Regions from separate parts of the Mus musculus genome. Here all the other regions are linked to region 1. A link is a contact called in public promoter capture Hi-C data. All regions are on one chromosome and are shown on one strand. Each heading gives the region's core, a stretch centred on a gene start, on an enhancer-like site or on the middle of the called end of the contact. The rest is flanking DNA. Distances are from core to core; before and after follow the strand shown.

The links. Promoter capture Hi-C pulls out the DNA fragments that hold promoters and counts their contacts. Capture Hi-C pulls out chosen DNA fragments and counts their contacts.
Region 2: a contact with region 1 is called in a promoter capture Hi-C map of adipose tissue. The contact joins the promoter of Prim1 here to the promoter of Shmt2 in region 1. A contact is called at or near these places in 15 of 39 promoter capture datasets (the 3T3-L1 cell line, 3T3-L1-derived adipocytes, the C10 cell line and 10 more), 1 of 484 Hi-C or Micro-C datasets (cortical neurons), 4 of 115 datasets of contacts at active chromatin or transcription factors (T-cell acute lymphoblastic leukemia, embryonic stem cells, fetal liver and 1 more) and 3 of 9 other capture datasets (adipose tissue, liver and pancreatic islet).
Region 3: a contact with region 1 is called in a promoter capture Hi-C map of embryonic stem cells, with 2.1 times the contacts expected there. The contact joins the promoter of Cyp27b1 here to the promoter of Shmt2 in region 1. A contact is called at or near these places in 1 of 39 promoter capture datasets (embryonic stem cells), 2 of 484 Hi-C or Micro-C datasets (B cells and embryonic stem cells), 3 of 115 datasets of contacts at active chromatin or transcription factors (the SCID.adh cell line and embryonic stem cells) and 1 of 9 other capture datasets (pancreatic islet).
Region 4: a promoter capture Hi-C map of pancreatic islet shows a contact between it and region 1. The contact joins the promoter of Os9 here to the promoter of Shmt2 in region 1. A contact is called at or near these places in 7 of 39 promoter capture datasets (the C10 cell line, cranial neural crest, embryonic stem cells and 2 more), 3 of 484 Hi-C or Micro-C datasets (the G1E-ER4 cell line, embryonic stem cells and pro-B cells), 2 of 115 datasets of contacts at active chromatin or transcription factors (T-cell acute lymphoblastic leukemia and pancreatic cancer cells) and 1 of 9 other capture datasets (pancreatic islet).
Region 5: a contact with region 1 is called in a promoter capture Hi-C map of liver, with 4 times the contacts expected there. The contact joins the promoter of Rdh7 here to the promoter of Shmt2 in region 1. A contact is called at or near these places in 1 of 39 promoter capture datasets (liver), 1 of 115 datasets of contacts at active chromatin or transcription factors (pancreatic cancer cells) and 1 of 9 other capture datasets (pancreatic islet).

The regions. Positions count from the first base shown.
Region 1 is chr10:127,521,158-127,523,796 of GRCm38.p6, forward strand. Shmt2 (serine hydroxymethyltransferase 2 (mitochondrial)) reads right to left here and starts at 1,287. Exons shown (of 12, transcript NM_028230.4): 1 at 1,131-1,287. The coding sequence starts at 1,163.
Region 2 is chr10:128,013,881-128,016,519 of GRCm38.p6, forward strand. Prim1 (DNA primase, p49 subunit) reads left to right here and starts at 1,335. Exons shown (of 13, transcript NM_008921.2): 1 at 1,335-1,471; 2 at 2,084-2,241. The coding sequence starts at 1,369.
Region 3 is chr10:127,046,943-127,049,581 of GRCm38.p6, forward strand. Cyp27b1 (cytochrome P450, family 27, subfamily b, polypeptide 1) reads left to right here and starts at 1,304. Exons shown (of 9, transcript NM_010009.2): 1 at 1,304-1,533; 2 at 2,123-2,313. The coding sequence starts at 1,339.
Region 4 is chr10:127,119,833-127,122,471 of GRCm38.p6, forward strand. Os9 (amplified in osteosarcoma) reads right to left here and starts at 1,328. Exons shown (of 15, transcript NM_001171026.1): 1 at 1,125-1,328; 2 at 537-713. The coding sequence starts at 1,286.
Region 5 is chr10:127,887,397-127,890,035 of GRCm38.p6, forward strand. Rdh7 (retinol dehydrogenase 7) reads right to left here and starts at 1,337. Exons shown (of 4, transcript NM_001150749.1): 1 at 905-1,337; 2 at 20-275. The coding sequence starts at 1,217.

The DNA.
Region 1 (2,639 bases), core at 37-2,536:
CTCTTCTCCCAGCTGCCCTCAGTCATGGGTACAGATCGAGCCCTCTGGCTAAGTACGCAGCCTGGTCCGGCCAGCAGTCAGTGCTCTCTACCCCCACTTTCATCTTGAATAGCAAGTTCTAGAGTCAAAGGTTCAGATCATTATCCAAAGGGCAGTTTTGGTCAACTCTAACACAACGCATCCCTAATCACCCTGAGTGACTCTGCAAAGTCACAGAGCAAAGCTTGTGCCCCAGAAGCCCATGTCCCTCCAATTCAGGTGAGAGACACTGCGATTCCAGAGTCTCCCCACACACAGGAACAAAATGACCATCCTAAGGTCCTGGCTGCTCTTGTGGGGGACAGCGGTTCATCTTCCAGCACCCACAAAACAGCTAACAACCATCTGTAACTCCAGTTCCAAGAGATCTGATGCCCTCCTCTGACCTCTGTGGGTACCCAGGCATGCACGCAGTGCACACACAGTGCAGTTAAAATATTCATAAACATAAGAGGTGGACTTCCTGCAGGGCCTCCGGACATGAATACCTCCATGAGAGAAGATACCAAGCTAACAGGGCTTAACACCAGAGGCTTTTAAAGGGTGGTTTCCAGAGCAACCTTTAAAAAGTAGGAGGATAGACTTTTAAGCAGTTCTTGGAAAGAGTTGTGTACTGGCGGGAGTTGGGGTAGGCTGAAGGTGTTTGCCCAAAATCTTAATTTTATCTCACACTCACAGACACACACACACAGCACCTCGCTACCTCCTTCCTGCCCACACAGCAGCAGGACCCTTGCGTGATGAAAGTACTGAGGCTCGGTTGCATCATCTCCATAGCTCAGAGCTGGCGGGAAAAATTCAACTAGCGCATCGAAGCCGGGAACCCCACTTGTTTGCTAGGATATTGTTAACACAGCGTCTGCGGACCTTTACCTTAAGAGTCGTGTCAACTGGGTGACTACAAGACCCTACCTAGGTCGTCTGATCGCCAGAACTAGGGGCCCAGCCACCGCACATGTGCTGTCTCAGGGATTTCCTGGTTAAGCATCTGTTCCCCGAGGCCCCAGAACACGTGCAGCAAGGAGCCAGGAGAACCCCACTTTGGGTGGGCCTTTCCACTGATCATCCAGTAAACAGAACCCTGTTCTTACCCGAGTGGTCCGAAGCAAAGAGAAGGATACCATCGCTACAGGAGGCACAGGAGGACTAGCCACTAACTCTGTATCGGTGTAGTACCGGGGTCGAAAACCAGCTGCTCTTAGAACGCGTGCGCGAGAAAATTGCCCCCGTGAAGTTCGAGTGAAAGAGGCGTTCCCTGCGCATGCGCAGTACTGGGTTTTTTTAAAAAATTGCCTTCTGGGAATTGTAGTTTTTTACTTTGCTCTTTCCCATCTATACAAGTCCCGGTATGGAGAGCTTTGCCTGAAAAGTTCTTAGACTTAAAGCTCCTCCATGTCCTTTCTTGAAGCTCTTCAGAGTTTCTGTTTTGTTTTTCCTTCCGGTTTTCCAGGCAAGCGCTTTTTGGTTTGTTTGTTTGTTTGTTTATTTTCGTGTGGTTTATGCCTACCAAGCATATCTAGCATATGGTTCTCAGGGAGATTTAAAACATATTTAGAAGATAAATACACACAGTGAAAGCAGATATAGTTTGAAAGGGTAAAAGACTCAAATCCTTGCTTTAGGATTACAACACAAAGTCCTCCGTTTCTTCCAATGTTAAACCATGACATTGTCATTCCAGTACTAGGGAAGTGGAGACAGAGAGATTGAAAGGTCAAGGCTAGTAGCCTCAGCTACATGTGAAGTTAGAGGACAGTGGACCTCAGATGAGCCTGTCACACTTTGCCCACTCCAACACAAAGAGCTTGTAGAAGGGATTAAATGAAACTTCGCATTCGGACGCTGGCTCCGGTGGGTTGTCCTCTTCCCCTGACTCACAGCCTGCCTCCTCTGTGTCTATCCAGCTGTCAGGTGAGAGCAGAGTAGCCATCCCTCCTCTTCTCACACGGTTTGCATTCGTTTCTTATTTACATCTCCCTTACTCCCCAGCAGTCGCCCACTTCTTTTTTTGTTTTTGTTTTTTTTGGGGGGGGGGTTGTTTTGTTTTGTGTTTTGTTTTTTTGTTTTTGTTTTTGTTTTTTGTTTTTGTTTTTTGAGACAGGGTTTCTCTGTGTAGCCCTGGCTATCCTGGAACTCACTCTGTAGACTAGGCTGGCCTCGGACTCAGAAATCTGCTGGCCTCTGCCTCCTGAGTGCTGGGATTAAAGGCGTGCGCCACCACCGCTTGAGGACATCTTCTTAAGGCCTCTGCTCAGAGACACACAACCAAACCTCTTGGGGATTCCAGGAAGCAGTGGTTTTGAGAACCATTGGCCTCTGATAGCCATTTTATACCTTTACTCATTCAGTAGACATTTAGCCATGCCTTAGCCCTGGAGACACAAGGGGCTCACTAATAGTGACCCAGACAACACGAAACACTTCACTTTGTTCTCTTATACCCAGATAAGAGGGAGGGAGGGAGGGAGGGAGGGAGGGAGGGAGGGAGGGAGGGGGGGAAGGGGGGAAGGGAGGGGGGAGGGATGGATGGAGGGAAGGAGGGAGACAGAGACAGAGACATAGCCCTGTGAGTCAGGTTTTGGTGGTGGTTTTTGGGTTCA
Region 2 (2,639 bases), core at 85-2,584, 490 kb after region 1:
GATGGTTGGCTTCAAGTATCTGCCTCTGTATTTGTTAGGCTCTGGCAGAACCTCTCAGGAGACAGCTGTATCAGGCTCCTGTCAGCAAGCACTTCTTGGCATCACCAATAGTGTCTGGGGAAGACTCTGCCTTTTAAAAATGCATATTTAAAAGAGTAAAATGCAAAAATGTCAATGCAAAATTAAACAAACACGACAAAAGAACTCTGACCTATTCTTGCAACCATTGTTCAAAAGAAAATAAGTTATGTCTTGTTTTTTATTGTTTTGTTTTGTTTCTTGAGGCGGGGTCACAGAACTCACTCTATAGAACAGGCCTCAAAAGCATAGATACACCTGCCTCTGCCTCTGGAGCGCTGGAATTTAAAGTCCTGCATAGCCACTGCCCAGCTAAAAACTAAGTTCTTAAGTGTAATTTTACCAAATGGTGCAAGAAATAAACCTCTGTCTGACAGTTTTGCAGAAAATCAAACTGTTCTCCCCAGTGATGGTCTGGTTCAGATAACAACCCCGGAAACAACTGGTCCAAAACATCAATTCACTACTAGTCAACAACTTCACTAATTTTCTTCCAATTTTGTTCCAACAAGAGAAAGTAAAACATGTCTCCCCACTTCCAGTTAGATTACGAACAGACTCCAATCAGAACCACTAGGCGACGGCTCTTTTCCCTGAGCACCCCCAACCCCGTCCCTTTTTATTATTTATTTTCTCTGAAATTCCCACATTCCTGTGAGCCTTTGCATCTGTACTTATGTACCAAAGGTGTAAAATGGTGGTTGGCTCACTTGCCATGGAAAACTCAGACCAAACAGCCGTTGATTTTTCTCATGCGGTCTTCATTTCGAATACTGAATATAGTAACTCTATGACAATTTTTCAAAATCTCTTTATGAGATATTGGTAATATCTCTAAAATATTCATCTTTTGCAAAGGACTTGTTAAAATCTTACTATTGGCCGGGCGGTGGTGGCACACGCCTTTAATTGCACTTGGGAGGCAGAGGCAGGCAGATTTCTGAGTTCAAAGCCAGCCTGGTCTACAAAGTGAATTCCAGGACTATACAGAGAAACCCTGTCTCGGGGGGAAAAAAAGAATCTTGTTATTACTAATCAAAATCAATATGCTAAAGGTCTCTCCTTTTCGGGGACAATCCTGTTGTTAAATGGATAGGTTTTCAGAGCCCGGAAGATGCAGATGGACTCTAAAAGGAGCAGTAGGAGTCGTCTACACCTGCGAGATCTGCAAGAACTACAATTCCCAGCAGTCCCTCCGGCGGCGCAGGTCCATGCGCGCGCAGGGATGGAGGCCTGTCTTGTTCCCGCCAATTCTCGTGTCAGTCCTGTCCGGGTCTAGTTCTTTACTTCATGGAGCCATTTGATCCTGCGGAGCTGCCGGAGCTACTCAAGCTTTATTACCGAAGGCTCTTTCCCTACGCCCAGTACTATCGCTGGCTCAACTATGGCGGAGGTGATGGAGGCTGGGACGGGATGGGTAGCGGGGCTGGGAGCCGTGTGTGAGAATACTTTGGGCGGGATGTCCTAGGAAGAAGAGAGGCACCTTCTTCACCAATGACAGGCAGCGTCCTTGGAATATTTACAGCTCCTGTTTATTGCTCCCTAGCAAATGTGAAATTGTATGCCCCTTCAGATTACAGGCTATCTAGAACAGAGCTGGGCACAGAGCACTCGTTAAAAATATTCCAGAGAGCCTAGTAGCTCATACCTATAATCCTTACATTCTGGAGATTGGGGCATGTGGATTTTCATGAGTTCAAGGCGAGCCAGGGCTACATAGTAAGCTCTAGAGCAACCTATTCTACACAATAAAACCCTGTCGTTTAAAAACTTATGTCAGGCTGGGCGTGGTGGCACACGCAGAGGCAGGCGGATTTCTGAATTCGAGGTCAGCCTGGTCTACAGAGTGAGTTCCAGGACAGCCAGGGCAACACAGAGAAACCCTGTCTCGAAAAACCAAAAAAAAAAAAAAAACAAAAAAAAAACGAACATATGTCTTCCCATTAGTTAAGGTTTTAGTTAAGGTTACATTATGCCCTAAACTGGAGTTAAAATTATTTTGCAGTGACAAAGAATTACTTTCAACACCGTGAATTTTCATTCACACTGAAAGATGATATTTACATTCGCTACCAGTCCTTCAACAACCAGAGTGAACTGGAGAAGGAGATGCAGAAAATGAATCCATATAAGATTGATATAGGCGCAGTATATTCTCACAGAGTAAGGAATCTTTTTTTTCTTTTGTATTTTGTTTGTATCTTTTTTGTGTGTTTATTTTATAAGCCAGAGTGAGTTCTTGCCCCCAAGTTTTGAAGGTAATGTTTTAGAGTGTATTATTGTTGATGAAACGCACCTTTTTTTCAAATTAATTTTAACACTCTATAGACTGAAAATCACTTGGCTGAAAATACCTTGCCTTCTTCCTAGGTTTAGAAGAAAAGGTGAGCATTGGGCTGGAGTGTAGCTCAATTGATAAGAGTGCTTGCCTGGCATGCATGAACGGTTGGATTCCATTCCTAAGAACACATAAACCAGGTGTAATGGGCATTGTCTCTAATCCCAGCATAAAGGAGGGAGAGGCCAGTTTGAAATACATGAGACCATGTCTTTTTTTTTTT
Region 3 (2,639 bases), core at 54-2,553, 470 kb before region 1:
CCCAAGAAACAAAGATGGAGTCTGGAGAGATGCCTCGGTGGATGAGAGTACTCAGTCTTCCAGAAAACCCCAATTCAGTTCCTAGCACCCAAGGTGGGTGACTCACTTCTTGTAAATCCACTTCCAGGAGATTCAGTGTCTTGGATTCTGGGCAGCTGCACTCATGTGAGTGCACACACACACACACACACACACACACACACCAATATGTGAACATATAGTTTAAAGTCTTTAAAAGGAAAGGGACAGCCTATGGCTCAACAGTTAAAAAGAGTTCTGGTAGAGAACCTGGGTTCCGTTCCCAGGCTCACACCCACCACAATTCCCGATGCAGGCTATCAACTCCCTCTTCTGACTTCACAGGCACCAGAGCACACAAGTACACATGGATAAAGGCAAATCATGGCTCAGCAGTCAAGAGCACTGACTGCTCTTCTGAAGGTCCTCAGCTCAAATCCCAGCAACCACATGGTGGCTCACAACTATCTGTAATGAGATCTGACGCCCTCTTCTGGTGTGTCTGAGAACAGCTACAGTGTACTTATAATAAATCTTTAAAAAAAAAAAAAAGGCAAATTGTGCATATAAACAGTGAATCTAACGCCGGGCGTGGTGGTGCACGCCTTTAATCCCAGCACTTGGGAGGCAGAGGCAGGCTGATTTCTGAGTTCATGGCCAGCCTGGTCTACAGAGTGAGTTCCAGAACAGCCAGGGTTACACAGAGAAACCCTGTCTGGGAAAACCAAAAAACAAAACAAACAAACAAAAAAACCCCACAGTGACTCTAAAATACAAATAGATAAAAGGTAAAGGTGGCCATGTGCCATCTTTCCATGGTGTTACATGCACAGGAGGTGAGAGGCGTGGCCAGCGCAGGTGAATCTCCACAGCAAAAAAGACAACCCAAGAATATGGGAACAACTGAGGCTGCACCTTCCACCTAGTTTCCATTCAGGGAGTGACAATTTCCAGGGACGGGCCTGAGGGACTCGGCTCCCCAGGAAAATGGGAAATCCATCAGGCTCTGGCTCCTGAACTCCAGAGGCACAGCCTTTCCCAGGAAGACCTTTAGGCTGCTGCTGGACCAGGGCATTAATACAAGAGGAGCACAAGACATCTGGTGTGGAGCTGTTGTCACAGGAGACCCAAAAGCCAGAGTCAGCCCTAGCCCTGCCTACTGTTGTGGGTGCTGAGCTACACAGACCACTTGCAAAGGGATTGGCTGAAGAGCTTGGAGAGGGGCGTCTTCACCTCCAGGACCAAGGGTATATATGGGTCCAGGCAAGTGCAGAAGATGCTCTGGAAAAGTGCTCTCGAGCAGACTCCCCAAACACAGACATGACCCAGGCAGTCAAGCTCGCCTCCAGAGTTTTTCACCGAATCCACCTGCCTCTGCAGCTGGATGCCTCGCTGGGCTCCAGAGGCAGTGAGTCGGTTCTCCGGAGCTTGTCTGACATCCCTGGGCCCTCTACACTCAGCTTCCTGGCTGAACTCTTCTGCAAAGGGGGGCTGTCCAGGCTGCATGAACTGCAGGTAAGGGGGCAGTCCTTGCCCTTGGTAGGACTGAGCAGGGAGAGCCGGCTTTAATGGCAGAAAGGACCACGGTGAAGAACACAGGAAGGAGGGTCAGTGAGGGTGGGGACCTGTGGATTATGAAGAACTCACGCTGGGACCATAGAAGGTTCCACTGCCCCGGAGTCAATACCTAACTCCCGGCAAAGGGATGTACTGTCGCTTCATACACAGTAAACCCTGCAGATCCAGGACAAGCGTGCTGAAGGAGGGAGAGCGCTGTGCTATCCTGCAGATGAAGCTTAAAGCTACGCGCTCCTCTTCTTTCACTAGAGGCTCCTCTTGAGGTACAGTTAGGAGAAGAGCCCTGAAGGAACTGCTCCCCCTAGGCTAGAGCCAGATAACTAAAAAGAAGTGCTAAATGTCTACTGTTTTGCCATTCTCTCTCAAACTTTCATGGGATGGGAGAAAAAGTTTGCCATTTGGGGGCCCTACGCTAGCCCGGCACTGAAAAAGCTCCCTTTTCCCAAGCCTAGCCAACACCCTTGGCCCTGGCACAAGCCAAACGAAATTCACCCGCCCAGGTATTCAAATGCGCCGATTCTCTCAGGTGCATGGCGCTGCGCGGTACGGGCCAATATGGTCTGGCAGCTTTGGGACACTTCGCACAGTTTACGTTGCCGACCCTACACTTGTGGAGCAGCTCCTGCGACAAGAAAGTCACTGTCCAGAGCGCTGTAGTTTCTCATCATGGGCAGAGCACCGTCGCCGCCACCAGCGTGCTTGCGGATTGCTAACGGCGTGAGTCGACCCCTGAGCACCTTATTCCTGCCCCGACTCCCACAGCCAAGTTGGGCTTGGAGGGAGGTCGGAAGTTTCCACCAATCTTCTGGCATTTCCCCGGTTCTCCAGTCTGTACTCCAGTCCGAACGCAGGTAGAGCCGATTCCTCACCCCTCCCTGCATGTTTGGGGCCAAAATCCTACGATTCCACGAGATAGGCGAGGGCACCAGCATTTGGCTGGAACGTGAGCATCTGTGATTCAGTTTACCATGGAACCCACTCCCATCCCTGAGCAGGAAGTGAGTAAAGAGGAACGGAGATGAGAGATTGGTGAGGTCAGGGTG
Region 4 (2,639 bases), core at 78-2,577, 400 kb before region 1:
GTGGCTGGAGACGCACATCTAAAGTATAACTGATCCCCACCCATGCCCTTTCTTCTTCTTTTCTTCTTCTCTTCTTTCTTCTTCTTTCTTCTTTCTTCTCAGACAGGGCTATGATGCTCTGTGACCCACCTGGGATCACAGGCATAAATCATTCCCTGCCCTCCATAAAGATAAGAAATCATGGTATCCTTGAAGCACTTGGATGAGGACTCCCACAGGTTCAAGTATTCACTGAACTTCGTGGAATACAATGGCATCCTGAGGTAATGAGCAATAGGAGCAGGAGGTGACTTTACAGGTAGGCTCCAGCTCTTCTGGTCCCACCACCGTCCTTCTGATGTTGGTTTAACCTATTTTGAGATCTTCTATCTTAACCTTTCCCTACATTCAGCAGAGTCTTTGCTTTGCACGCCCCCACCCCACCCCCCACGCTCCCCCCCCCCCAAACATATCTAGTACACCAATGGCCCTTTAACTCCCACTGGCCTCCATTCCGGTTCCCAAGCCTTCCCTCCGCCCACCCCAGTTCCTTTCACCTTCAGCAAACAAGGGGCATCTCTCATTGGGCTCAACAATTCAGGGATCCCGGGCCCCTGGTAAGCAGGCGTCTCCTCCTCTCTTTCACGTTGGAAGTGAATAGCTCCAGCTGGTAGGCGGCACTCATAGCGCTGTTTGTACTTTGAAGACACAACCACCACGTCTGAAGCTTGGCTCTGGGAAAGAAGGGTCGGGAAGAGGGGCAGGGAGGCAGAGGCTGGGACCAAGAACAACGAGATCCCTCTTCAGACCCTGGGGACGTGCCCAGTGGAAGAGAGAATAAGCCACAAGTCCTCCAGCTGCCCCGGCTGAGCGGAGGAGAGGGCGTTCTCGCTTCCCCACCCGGCGGGGTCCCAGTGATTTCACTACGACCTGGGGAACTAAGGTCTACAGTGGGGAGCCCTACCCCTGTCGGTGCCTGGTCTCCGAGGATGGGTCTGCCTGCCATTCCCAGCAGGACCGCAGGAACACCACCATCCCTTCTCCATTCCCCCATTCTCCCGAGCCCGGTGCGCAGTTGCCCTTCCTCCTCCACCGTGCGCCCCTTCCTCTTGCACAGGACCCTCACCTCGCCCCACACCCCTTACCTGCCCTCCCATGACAGGCAACGGCAAGATCTGGATGCCATAACGCATCTCACTCAGCTCCTCCAAATTCAGGCTCCCGACACCGCCCGTCAGACGCGCAGGTAACAGGAGCCCTAGAAATAGCAATCCCAACAGACTGGACAGCAGCACCTCCGCCGCCATCTTCCGCTCCGTCTCTGCTAGAGATGTCCCTTCCGCCCCAAACCTGGCAGCGGCCTCACCCGCCCATTAGCGCCCCAAGCTTTCATTGGCTGTCCGGGAGCTCTCTCTTACGTAACGCATCCTCATTTGTAAACGTGGCGTCAAAGCCTCCAGGGAGGCGGGTCGCATTGTTAGTAAAAATCAATAGCTGTTTCTGATTGGCCAAGAGCAACAACCAATCATCGGCGAGATTGGGCCCCTCCCCTCCTCGCTCCTTAATCCTGAGGTGTGGTATGTGGCTGTGTTCTTTTGCCTGTTGTCTCATCCCCAGCTGTCGGAAATAAACCTTCTTACTATTTTTCATATATTTCTTGCAATGTATGGCATCTCCATCGGGCAGAATATTGAAGCGGATGGTGAGTGCGGGGGATATTTTTGGAAGTTACTTAATATCTTTTCAAAATATACTATACAGAAGCATGCTTCTTCATAAAAATATACATATATCGCACAGATATTTATGTATGTACATATATAATTATGTACATATTTACATTTATATACACACAAATATACATGTACATATTTTTATATACACATATATGATAATATATTACCAACAACCAAATAATCTGTGTCAAAACCTGAATTTGCCCTCCAATAAAATTATTTTAAGAAGGAGAGTGTGGTAGTGCATGCCTGTAATCCCGACACTCATGACACAGAGGCAGGAGGCTCAATAATTCAAGGTCATCCTCTTCCATATTGTGAGTTTGAGACCAGCCTTCGATATTTGAGTCACACTCTCAAATACACACAGACACTGGCTTAGCAGGGTTCAAGCTGCATCACAGTTGGTGTACACACCTGGAATCCAAGCAGTCATCCTTGGCTACATAGAGTTGGGTTCAAGCCTGGAATACATAAGACTCTGTCTCAAAAGAAGAAGAAATAATAATGGAGCCAACAGTGGAGGTAGATGCCTATAATTATAAGCTGAGGCAAAAAGATGAACAGTAGGAGCCAGCCCAGCTTATGAATAGCAATCTTTGAGGAGGAGGAGGAGGAGGAGGAGGAGGAGACAAGGAGGAGGAAGGCAGGGGAGAGGAGAAGGAAGAACTAAAAATAAGGGCCTTCTGGTTAAAGTTGGGCTGGGTCTTGGGTATGTGGGTAAAGTGTCTGTTTGTCCAGACTGTAAGGGAAAACCTGTAAAAACAAAAGGGAAATGAAGCTGGAAACAGACGGTAACTGAATTAGCAACCCTGAGAATATCAATTCCTAGACAACGGCAAACGAGAGACATTATATACCATTGGAAAATTTCTGCGGGGAAGCTCACCACGCCAGGGGAAAATCTAAAAGATACACAGACAC
Region 5 (2,639 bases), core at 87-2,586, 370 kb after region 1:
CCTCAAAACCATCTAATACCTGAGGGAGTCTGAGAAGGCCTCTACACCATACTTGGAGATGCAGTAACCACCACCACACAAAGACACTCGACCCATGGAGCTGGAGATGTTGACCACACGGCCCCTCGCCTTCCTCACTAAGGGCAGCATGCTCAGAGTCACCTCGATCATGCCCAACAGGTTCACATCCAGTATATTTGCAAAGTCCTCTTTTTTCAGCCACTCATTGATAGCAAAGACACAGATGCCAGCATTGTTGACCAGGCCCCAGAGTCCTGGAAAAAGCGGAAAGAAGAAAGAATCACAGGTCTAGTTTTCACTAAAATCCACATTCCACCGGGTAAACTGAGACCATTCAGACAGGCATTGGATGGAGAGTGGGGGATAAAAAACAGCATATTGTCAGCAGGGTTGGTGCATCCCATCCCGGAAGAAATGGCTCACAGCACAGATACCTTCCGCTTCTTTTGATCCTTGGCAGGTCAGCTCACTGCTCGAGAACCACCCACCTCATGTCTGCTAATAACAAGAACGAAGGTCCAAGACATCTTACAGATTAACAATACCTTTGCAGATGAGGAAGCAGAGGAAAAGACAAAGGAAAACAAGGGGAGGGGGATAAAAGGCGAAAGGCAAAGCTAATATTCTAATGGCATTTGAGACACATGAACAAAAGGTCCTGGTTGGAGATGATTTTGGAAAGCCGTGCTGCTTTTGTACTTTGAAGAAAGTTGGGAGACAGAAGGTAGGGGCTGGAGAGGGAAGAGAGAGAGTACTCAGGTGATGTGCTGGGTTACTTCAGGGCCCCCAAGCCCCATTAGGGATCTGGCCAGGGAGTATAAAGGGGAGGCCCCCTTCAAACAGGGAGACAAACCAGCAACACAGACAGGAATCTCAGTGGTACCTCTGTTCCCAACACGCTCCTTCACCCACTGAGTGGCTGCCACAATACTCTCTGTCTTGGTGACATCCAGGATCACTGTCTCCAGCCTGTCAGATGTCTTGTTCCTCAGCTGCTCAGCTCCCTTCTCCGTCAGACATGCAGCTAGCACCCTCATGCCTCTCCTGTCCAGCTGTCTGGCCAGAAGGTTCCCAAAGCCAGAGTCACAGCCCGTGATGAAGACATACTTGTCTTGGAGATGGCTCACCACCTGCCTCTCCCTGAAGAAGCGCAGGAGCGTCCACAGGCCCACCAGTGCAACCAGGTAGAGCCACATGGTTTGTAGAAGTCAAGCAGAGAGAGATATTCTGTGTCAAAATGAGCCTGGCCTCTGCTTACACAGGAAGGTATAGGCACTGAGAATGTCAGGTTTCTATCATGTTCCTCTGACCAGTATGGGTTTTCTGATATCTCAATGCCCTTTGGCTCTCCCTGTCTTGCTGCCAAAGAAAACACCTCTGTCTGTTCAATAACACAGATCTATTCTCTTAAGCTCTTTGACCCTGGACTCAGGGGGGAATACATATTTGGTTCATTACATAGGCCCCATGGTCCAGTCCAAGGCTCATCTTGTGTCTCTGCATCTTGCACTCTGGAACTACAAACCAGGACATTGTGAGCATAGTTTGAAGCTATTGCCAACCTGCACTTGGACTGAGGACACATTACAGGAGAGGACATGGAGAGCTGGTACCTTCCTAATATAGTAGCTGCCCAGGAAGAGGGAAGGGCCGGCCCCAAACATGAAACACAAACTGGGGTCCCAGACACACTGTGACCCCCAGAGTTGATGTGGAGAGGAAATGACTTTACCCTAAACAGGCCTTTCTTGTTAGTTGTGACTCTTGTTTGTTCTTGTCAACCCACACAAGTGATGATCAAATGGGAAGAACCTCACCTGAGAAAATGCTTCCACTGGATTACCCATAGACATGTCATCCATGGGGCCATTTTCTTGGTTGCTAATAGACAGAGGAAGGTCCAATCCTCTATGTGGGAGCAACATTCCCAGGTCACCCCTGGGCAGGGGATGCTGGGCCATGTAAAAAGTAGGCTGAAGCTGACTGAAACAGATGCAAAGCTTGGGGACTTTTTTTTCTAAGATTTATTTATTTTATGTATATGTGTACACTGCCTCCAGACATACCAGAAGAGGGCATCAAATCTCACTACAGATGGTTGTGAGCTACCATGTGGTTGCTGGAAATTGAACTCAGGACCTTTGGAAGAGCAGACAGTGCTCTTAACCTCTGAGCCATCTCTCCAGCCCAAACTTGGGGACTCTTATGGAAGAGCTGGGAGAAGGATCAACGGCCTCAGAGGGGTTAAGAACTCCACAGGACAACCAGCAGAGTCAATTAACCTGGACCCTTGGGGGGCTCTCAGAGACTGAAACACCATCCAAAAAGCATCTGCAGGCTAGACATAGGCCCTCTGCACATATGATGGTCACCACTTTCTAACTCAGTTTGCATGAATCAAAGTAGTCTTGTTGCTCTCAAGTCCTGAAGGGCCTTTATGTGCCAAGGTGGGGAGATACCCAAGGTGGGCCTCCACCCTCTCAGAGGAGGAAGGGATGGGAGGATGGGGAGAGGGACTGTGTGAGGGGTAGACTAGAAGTGGGGCAGCAATTGAGATGTAAAGTTAATTACTAATTAATTAATGGAAGAAAAAGGGTGGGTTGTAGTAATAGTTTTTA